Linked DNA regions of Triticum aestivum: region 2 is linked to region 1. The links are chromatin contacts, called in public Hi-C maps. All regions are on one chromosome and are shown on one strand. Each heading gives the region's core, a stretch centred on a gene start, on an enhancer-like site or on the middle of the called end of the contact. The rest is flanking DNA. Distances are from core to core; before and after follow the strand shown. Region 1 has its middle 230 kb from the start of LOC123091493. Region 2 holds the start of LOC123091493 (probable F-box protein At2g36090).

The links. Hi-C and Micro-C count contacts between places; a contact is called where the count stands out from the background.
Region 2: a Hi-C map of leaf shows a contact between it and region 1, with 4 times the contacts expected there. The contact joins the promoter of LOC123091493 here to the enhancer-like site in region 1. A contact is called at or near these places in 1 of 5 Hi-C or Micro-C datasets (leaf) and 1 of 1 datasets of contacts at active chromatin or transcription factors (leaf).

Annotation. Positions count from the first base shown.
Region 1 is chr4B:138,654,444-138,658,639 of IWGSC CS RefSeq v2.1, reverse strand. No RefSeq gene overlaps it. Among protein-coding and RNA genes, the nearest start is that of LOC123091493, 230 kb to the left of the region's middle. Within about 2 kb of position 2,864, at least 2 of the 8 cell types and tissues checked have an H3K27ac peak or open chromatin away from gene starts, as enhancers often do. A contact at or near this core is called in leaf, where this site is marked.
Region 2 is chr4B:138,879,362-138,883,667 of IWGSC CS RefSeq v2.1, reverse strand. It overlaps LOC123091493 (probable F-box protein At2g36090), which reads right to left and starts at 1,635. Exons shown (of 1, transcript XM_044513024.1): 1 at 327-1,635. The coding sequence starts at 1,488. The coding sequence ends at 502.

The DNA.
Region 1 (4,196 bases), core at 1,615-4,114:
AGTGGAGTGTGTATGGCAGGTTATGCACAAGTTGATGATTGAGGAGAAAATAATAATAAGTGAGGTGGTATAATCATCAGTCATCGGTGACAATGACATGCATGTAGGTTCTTGTCAATTTGCGTTTGTCCTCTTTTCTTTCTTGTATCTTTGACTTGTACAAACTTGATCTAGAAGCTATGACTGTGTTGAACTGATCAATATGTTATATATTTATATTGAAATCAAACAACCCGCGCAACGGTTTATGCTCTCCCTCCGGTTTTCAAAAGTTTATAGCACATATGAAGTGCACTAATCCAACTCAACAAGAAGTGGACTTGTGCCCCTAGTTTGATATTTTAAAAGTCAAAGTGTATTTTCTCTCGAAACAAAAGTGTATATTTTCGTATGATATTCTTTTTTGACAGGAATATTTTGATATCATTAGTATAAGTTCTTATATCTGAATACGATACACAACTAAAAAACCGCTTCCGGCTATATGCGTCAGTAATGCTAGCAGGATGTTTCCAGTCCCATCGGATAGAATTTTGTGCTAGGTAGATATTTTATTCTTTTGCTTAAGAAGTTGCGAATTAGGTTTTGAACTAAAATTTTGTAGCATGGACAAGTGTATTACCACTATTTCATAAGTTAAATTTAGAAATTTCTAGGAATTTAACACGTATTTCCTTATTGTTTATTACCACTATTACCACTATTTTAGGCCCACTTTGTCAGGCCCACTTTTCATTAACGCCACCACGACGCCAAACAACAACATCATCCTGTGCGCATCCATCAACACACGTCCAACGCCGAGACGCCGCTACATCAGGAGAGAATTGTACACATATGAGTCCATTATCGCCCGACTCCTACAGAGAATATGGTCAATCAAAGGTATGATAATTAGTTCAACCTTTACAAGAAAAGACATGTAGCTCATGCATAATATTGAAATCACTAATTAAGGAGTACTTATTGTGAAGATTACTCCAACTTTTGCGACAAGTGGCACGTCGCATGTGCGTCACTTGTCGTAACCTGGATGTTTTTCTTTTTTTCGTAGATCCGTTTATTTAAAACGTTTTATCTCTTAAACCGTGCGTCCAAATCTCAAACCGCTTTCGCTGTTGGATTCCTCGCGTCGAGATCTTCAAAAGTAGATCCACATGTTGATAGGTTTTGACGAACTTTTTTTGACGAACAAACCGGACGAAAAAACCGACGAAAAAACTGAACTGTGAACACGGTTTTTTTTCCCTTTCCGAAAGAGGCACGCCCGTGCCTCTGACGGAATTTCAACCGTGCCTCTCGCGGAAGCAAAACCGCTCGCGAAATAAAAAATAATAATCAGAAAACGCGTTTTTTCTCTTTCCAAAAAAGGCACAACCGTGTCTCTCGCGAAAGCACAACCGTGCCTCTCGCGGAAGCAAAACCGTGCCTCTCGCGAAAGAAACAAAAACAGAAAACGTGTTTTTTTTTCGTTTCCGAGGAGGCACGGCCGTGACTCTCGCGAAAGCACAACCGTGCCTCTCGCGGAAGCAAAACCGTGCCTCTCGCGAAAAAAAAACAGAAAACACATTTTTTTCCTTTTCCAAGAGGCACGTCCGTGCCTCTCGCGAAAGCACAACCGTGCCTCTCACGAAAACAAAACCGTGACTCTCACACAAAAATGCGTTTTTTGTGCAAAAAAGATATTTTTGTCAAAAAAAATTGGTCGAAAAGCTAGAGAAGACCAGTGGAAAACCAAAACGCCAAAAAAGGGAAAAACCGTTTAAAAAGCCAAAAAACGCGTGCGGAAAATTAAAAAAAACAAAATCCGGAAGGAGCGCCCAGAGCGTGATACATGGCGAATAGCCGAGAGCGCGCCCAGAGCGTGATACAGGGCGAATAGCCGAGAGCGCGCCAAGTGGCGCTAATCGTTGACAGGCTCCCGAAGGAGCGCTCGTTAATTAGTTGCTCCCGCGTAGTACTCGCATGCCATAGTTCTGGGCGCATTACCGGAACCAAATCCATTCAGTAGTTTTTTTTAGGAAAAATCCATTCAGTAGTTAGAACGATTTAAGTTAACAATGTTTTATTCACAAGAAATCTTTGACCCAGTTCTTTTGGCCGATTCTATCAGAATCTTTAGAATCGATCCTCCACCCAGTTTCTTCTAGAATCTTGAACTCATATATTTTTGACAATCCTAATCGGGATCCGGCTTGCTTGCTCCCTTCCCATGCTCCCATCCGTGCTCCCACTTCATCCTACGGCTGTCTTTTTTTCTTTTTCTTTTCTAATCTAATCATTCCCCCCCCCCCCCCCCTCTGATTTTCAGGGGGTGCGGCCGGGTCTTATTTTCTTTCAATCAAATCAAGCCACATAAGCGGGAGCACGGATGGGAGCATGGAAAAGGAGCAGGCAAGTCTCGTCCTCCTAATTGTTTACATCCTGACTAGTTAGGATTGAAAAAATATATGCGTTCAAGATTCTGAAAGAAGCTGGGAAAGGCCCGATTCTCAATATTCTAAAAGAATCGATCAAAAGAACCGGGTTTTAACACTACCGAGTACGTATTCACAAGTTTTTTTCTCTTAAAATGAGACAACCAGATCACATCATCCGTACGACCCCGGAGTATAGTGGTCAGTTGCAAAGCATAAAATAAGAGATGGTATAACAATATCCTGTACTACTAAATAACAAGTCGCGACTTAGCTGCCATGTAGATGTAGTCGCCGCTGATCCGTTGATTGATTGCTACTTCTCTGTCTGCGCCGAAGCCGCTGGGCAGGTTCGCCGGGGAGATGACGCCGCCATGCCATGCATGCATCATGCATGAGACTTGCAGCTAGTATTATCCTTGGAGACTGCTTTTGGATAAAGATTATCCTGGGAGTTGGTGGAGTGGTCGTTAACCCGTCAGTTTGGTGCAGAGTCTCTCCCGCCGGGTGCCTGTTCCAGTTGACACTTCTTTTGCTGCTGGACTAGATGCATTCACCACCCGCCTCGTTATCAGCACGGAAGTACTCCTAGGTGCAGCCGTGCAGCGATGCCCCGGTCGTCACTCATGCGCGTGGACCTGCTGTTTGCGCCGCTGTTGTGCGAAGCAGACCGACCGTGGAACTGGGCATATGAGAGTATTCGTCCAGGTGCTCGAGTCCAAACTGATTTGCAGTCATGTCTCAGTCGACACGGCAGTCGTCCGATGCATCCGCTTTGGAAGGTGCCTTGGGCGGAGCTTTTATGGAGAGCTCCTGTTTGACAAACATGCAAAACCCACGTTTTTTCCCCCGAAAAAGATCAGATCTTATAAAAATTCACCGGAGGCACAAAACACCTCAAACATAATAAAAATTACATCGAGGTCCATGGACCACCGAAGACCATTGTCACCGTCAGAATGAGCCGCCGATGAGCCACTGTCGTCGCTCCCATACTCGAGCCGGCCTGACCTTGTCGATGACAGACGGGAAGTCATCGTGCACGTGCCCCTAAGGATCAGCGCCCTAGAGCTGCGGTCGTTATGTGACTTTCCTCCTAATACTATTCACCCCCTCCCCTGAATTTCACCGGAGTGGGGCCCGGGCCTCCCCTTAATCCAATCGATGATTCCCAGGTCAATATCTCCCCGTAAAGCTCAAATAATGTTTTTTTAGAACTGTATACCTTTATTATACATCAAAGTTCATAGGAACACCGATAAATATTGGGCAAAACAGCAAGACACACATGGCGCCCAAGAGATAAAGAAGTAGCTGCATTTGCAAGAGAATGAGCTTCTCCATCGTGAACCCTCTTTTCATGAATAAACTCGAGATTAAGAAATGCTTCTCTGCGATGATTGATATCTCGGAGGATGTGACATGGAGCAAAGACTCAAATATTGTTCACCACCTCTACACAATCAGTAGCAATGCACGCAGACTGAACTTGGAGATATGTCGCTAGAGATAATGCTTCGTTGCACGCTTGTGCCTCCAAGGTCGCCGGGTCAACAAGGCCATTGTACTCGTCGTGGGTGTAAGTCTAACAATAGTATAAGGGGTACGAATTAGAGGGCAAAGCCTAGCTACGGCGCAGTTGTTACACTCGGATTTATGAGACTACGTTTCAGTGCCCAGGAGTTGGTTGATTAGAGTGTACGGATTACAATGGATTGTGAACCCTTGCTATGGAGCTGGAGGGAGGCTTATACAGAGTGCGCCTTCGCCCCATGTGTG
Region 2 (4,306 bases), core at 386-2,885, 230 kb before region 1:
CAGACACGGCGTCGTCCCCTCCATCGAACAGACACCTCAAGGACAAACGAGGCCTACCCTATCTACTAGCCAAATCACCGGGGGTCTCCACCCCTGCTGTCGCCGGAGCAGCAGGCTGAGGCGAGGACCTGCGGCGTTACCGGCATAGGAAGGGGGCAGTTGTTTCGCCTGCCAAACCGTCTCTCTCTTGCACTTTGGGTTGGAGGAGAAGCAGTTTCCTTGGGAGGGAAGTTCTATTGAAGCTTGAGGCTTAGGCAAAACCTTGCTCCAGCATCAGTGAAACTGAGCTTCAAAAATTAGAACTATATTCCCAACTTTCAACGGTATCTTCTCAAGTTTCTCTTTCTGAAAATTAATGCAAAAAAGATAACTCTTGGCCCTGCGCTACAGTACATTTACATTGTGGCAGCGACCCTCTGTCCCAGTGTAACCTACTGGACGAACACGTATTCACATTCCTCGCACGTGTGAGCAAACCTTTACTAGTCGATGCGCGCGCGTTCACCGGCACGTGAGCATCACCAGGAACCCGACGAACGCCGCCGCTCCGACGCCGGAGCAGCAGAGGTCGACGAGCCCCTCCCGCCTTGCCTTCCACTCCTTCCGCGCGCTCTTCCCCTTCACGAACTCCCCGTACTGCCGCGCCGCCTGTGCCTCCGCCTCCGCGCCCCGGCCCTGCCTCGGGGCAGCCATGGCCGCGGCGACCGCTGCCAGCCCGTCCCGCCCGCTGACGCCGCCGCCGTCGCCGTCCTCCACGCACAGGCTGACCTCCCGGACGTGCCCAAACCGGTCGTCGCACGTGACGGCCGCGTCCAGGGCAACGCCGCCGAGCACCACGGTGAACCGCGCCACCGTCTCCCCCGTGAGCCAGCTCCGGTCAACGGACACCGGCCGCCGGCTGGAGGCGTTGACCGCCCGGCCTGACGACGGGTCAAGCAGCAGCCAGCTCAGCGTGAGCTCCGCCGGCGTGATCGAGGACGCCGCCGAGAAGCCCTCCTGCAGGAGCGCGTCGACGCGGAACGGCGAGCCCAGGAACCACGCCGACGAGGTGTCCGTCTCCACCACGCGCGACATGATGCAGACCCCCTTGTGGTGCAGGTCCACCGCGGAGACGAGACGGCTGGGCAGGGCGGGCGCGACCGTGCCCGGGGCCGCCGCCGTCGTCGCTGGGAACGGGAACGCGTCGGCGAAGAGCGCCCGGTGGAAGCCGTCGCCGGTGCCGCGGCAGCAAGAATTGTCGAGGAGGCCGGCGACCGACGGCCACAGGGCGAGGCAGAGTCCGCGCCATGTGTCGGGGTCGGTGGCGAGGTCGTGGAAGCTGGAGCTCGCGCAGCCGAGCGCCGCCAGCGACGCGCCGTCGAGCCGGCGGAGCACGAGGGACAGCACGTCCGCGGGGAGGTCCTCGATGACCGTCTCTGCCACGTCGCCGCCGCACGCCGGAGAATCGTAGTTCATCATGCTCTCCTCAGTTTGACTACTCGCCGCCATGGTGGACAGACACGAAGCTCGCACCGGTGCAATTCCTTTCGTCCTGTGCGACCTGTGAATTGGTTATGCACCTGTGAATTGAGTATGCTTATAACTTTATGTGGGTAGAGTATATATATATATACTTATATAGTGAGCAAGTAAGGTGAGTGATCACGGTCTGAAAGCGAGAGGTTCCTTTTGTTCAACTGATCAACTCTGAACTTGCTTGCGTTGCCCAAAAGCAAAGGCCGGAATAAAATAAATACAAAAACAAATGTCGTGATGTTTCTGGGTTTGTTTTATCACTGACGGATGGGCCGTGCCGTTCTATCTCCTTGGACTGACGTGTCAGCCAAGGATTCCTCCTGCCATATAAAAAAGGCCAAGTTGCTCAAGGCAACGGTGTTTCTAGTCTTGTGGGTGATGCTGTGGGATGGAGTCCACACGTCACGCGTATATCTTAAAAGGAGAAATCAAACCGGCACAAGAGGACTCGGGACTGGGAGACCGGCGTTTTTTAGATGGTAACACATACTATCTCATTTACTCCTTCCGTTCGGAATTACTTGTCACAAAAATAAATGTATCTACAACTAAAATATATCTAGATACATTTATTTTTTGGACGAGTAATTCCGAACAGAGAGAGTATATTATAAAAATCAAGTACAAGTTATGTTAGGATCGACATGATAAAACTGAAAAGATAGCAGAACATTTTTGAGCTTGACACCAGCGTTCCTTACCTGCCTCCGGCACCACCATGGTAGCCATCGAAAAAAATGACGAATCACCTTTTCATCCGAGCTCGACGCGGCTTTATTGCTGATATGCAGCTTTGCGGACCTTCAAGCCTACAACAATTAACCAGGGGCAACTACGTCTATCTACGATCATGACCGCTCCTGCGACCGCTCCACCCCCTTCCCCTCCCCCACCCACCTCCACCACCGCCGTCGCCGCCCCCGCCGATGGCTCGCACACCGCCACCCCCGCAGCCCCCACTCGATGCCCCCGCACCCCGCCAGGCCAGATCCACCGGCTCGCCTCCCAGGGATCTCCCCCCGGGATCCCGCAGGGTTCGACGGTGATTCGGATGCCTCTGCCATTCGTTTACCAGTCATTCCCGGAGAAGCTGCGCCCGATTGGTTCGGTCTCACCGGCGACGCTGCAGGCAACAAGGATGCGGAGGTGGACGGAGCTAGCGATGCGAATTCGCGACGACGCCGACTCGTGTATGCAGTGCGTGAAGGAATGGAGGGAAGCAGATCTCGCTGCGGAGAGGACTTCAGATCCATTCCAAAAAATCTGCGCATCAAGGTATGCCCAGACCTGCCAAATCCAAGCGGACCAAGAGCTGCTCAATCTCGCTCGGAGAATCTACTTCGAGGGCACGAAGGCGGAGAAGTCCCGGATGCCTCATCCGAGGGAGCAGCCAGAAGCATTTGTGATGTGGGTGAAATCAGAAGCGAGGAGCGAAGATGCTCGCCGCCGAGCGCGCTGGGAAGGGATTCTGGGGCGCCTGCCTTCCACCCCACCATCGGACTCGGAGGAGGTGGATCCATGGCCCTACCTATCCCTAGAGCCGGATCGGGAGTGCGGCAACTACAGCCCCTGAATTTAGATGCCCTACAGATTCGAGCCAAAGGAGACTACTACTGTGCGGCGCATGAGGTCTGCGGGGCCGGGCTTGAGATGCGCAGTGCAGAAGCCGAGTGCATCTTCTCTGTGGAAGGGGCCTGGAATGAGTTGACCTTGCAGAGTGAACCCATGCCCCCAACCACACCAACCCGCCATGAGCGAGCGTAGAGAGGCAGCACTTTTGCAAGTTCAGATCCGCGAAGAGGAGGAAATCTTAGAGCAAACGCTGATAGAGTCCACCTCGATGCGAATCCCACGGAGGGGGCGCGAATCAGTTCAGAAGCTTGTCGCCAGGATCTTAGCTTTCGCAACAGACAGAGAGCGGAGCTTGTTACTGGCAGGCAGATCGACATCAGAGAAAGTGGTGATCTCCTGGGCGCGGGCTGCGATGGATTCACCTCTGCGAGAGAGACGGATCCGCTGGAAGGCGTTTTGGAGATTACAGCTATAGGAGAGCATCAGCCTTGCCGAGAGTCTATCAATTCTCTGATAGCGGATCGAGGATCGACTGAAGAAACAGAGGCGTTCCTGGTCTTGGAAGCCTCTGGTGGATTCAGACTCATGTGCCGGGATAGTAGCGCCAACGTTCAAATCACTTGCCAAGCTGACGCATCTGCCAACGCATCCATCGAGCCGCCAGGTGAGCGCGGTGACAAGGCAGAACGGCGGTACAGTCAGCTCTGGGAGCCTATAAAGGAGGGGGGGGGAAGAAACTAGGGTTCCTCCTCCTCTAACCAGCCTCGATACTGTGGCGGCTGTCAACCCAGATCCAAATCTCATGGCGGATGGGGGGCGCAGGCGGGGCAGAGCCAAGAACAAAGGGGGTAGAGGAGATCAATCGGGGAATTGGCCTCCTGACCACCAGCAGATCAACCAGGGGCCGAACCTACAACCGCAACAGCCGTTCTTCGGGTTTGGGTATCAAGGTCCGCCGCCGCCTTGGGCGTTCCCAGGCCAGTTCCCTGGGCCTTTCCCTCCGTAATGGGGAGGGCGGCAGCAGCAATGGTTCGCTCCCCCGCAGCTGCCATAGGGGCAGTCCGGTGGGCAGGGAGGACCCCAGGGTGATGCTAACAACAGCAGCCAGCAGCAGATCAAGTCGCAGGGCAAGAGCCAGCAGAAGAAAGGGAAGGAGTCTCAGAAGCCTCTGGCTTCCAACCCCGGCCTGATGTCCTATGCTGGAGTCACCTGCTACAAT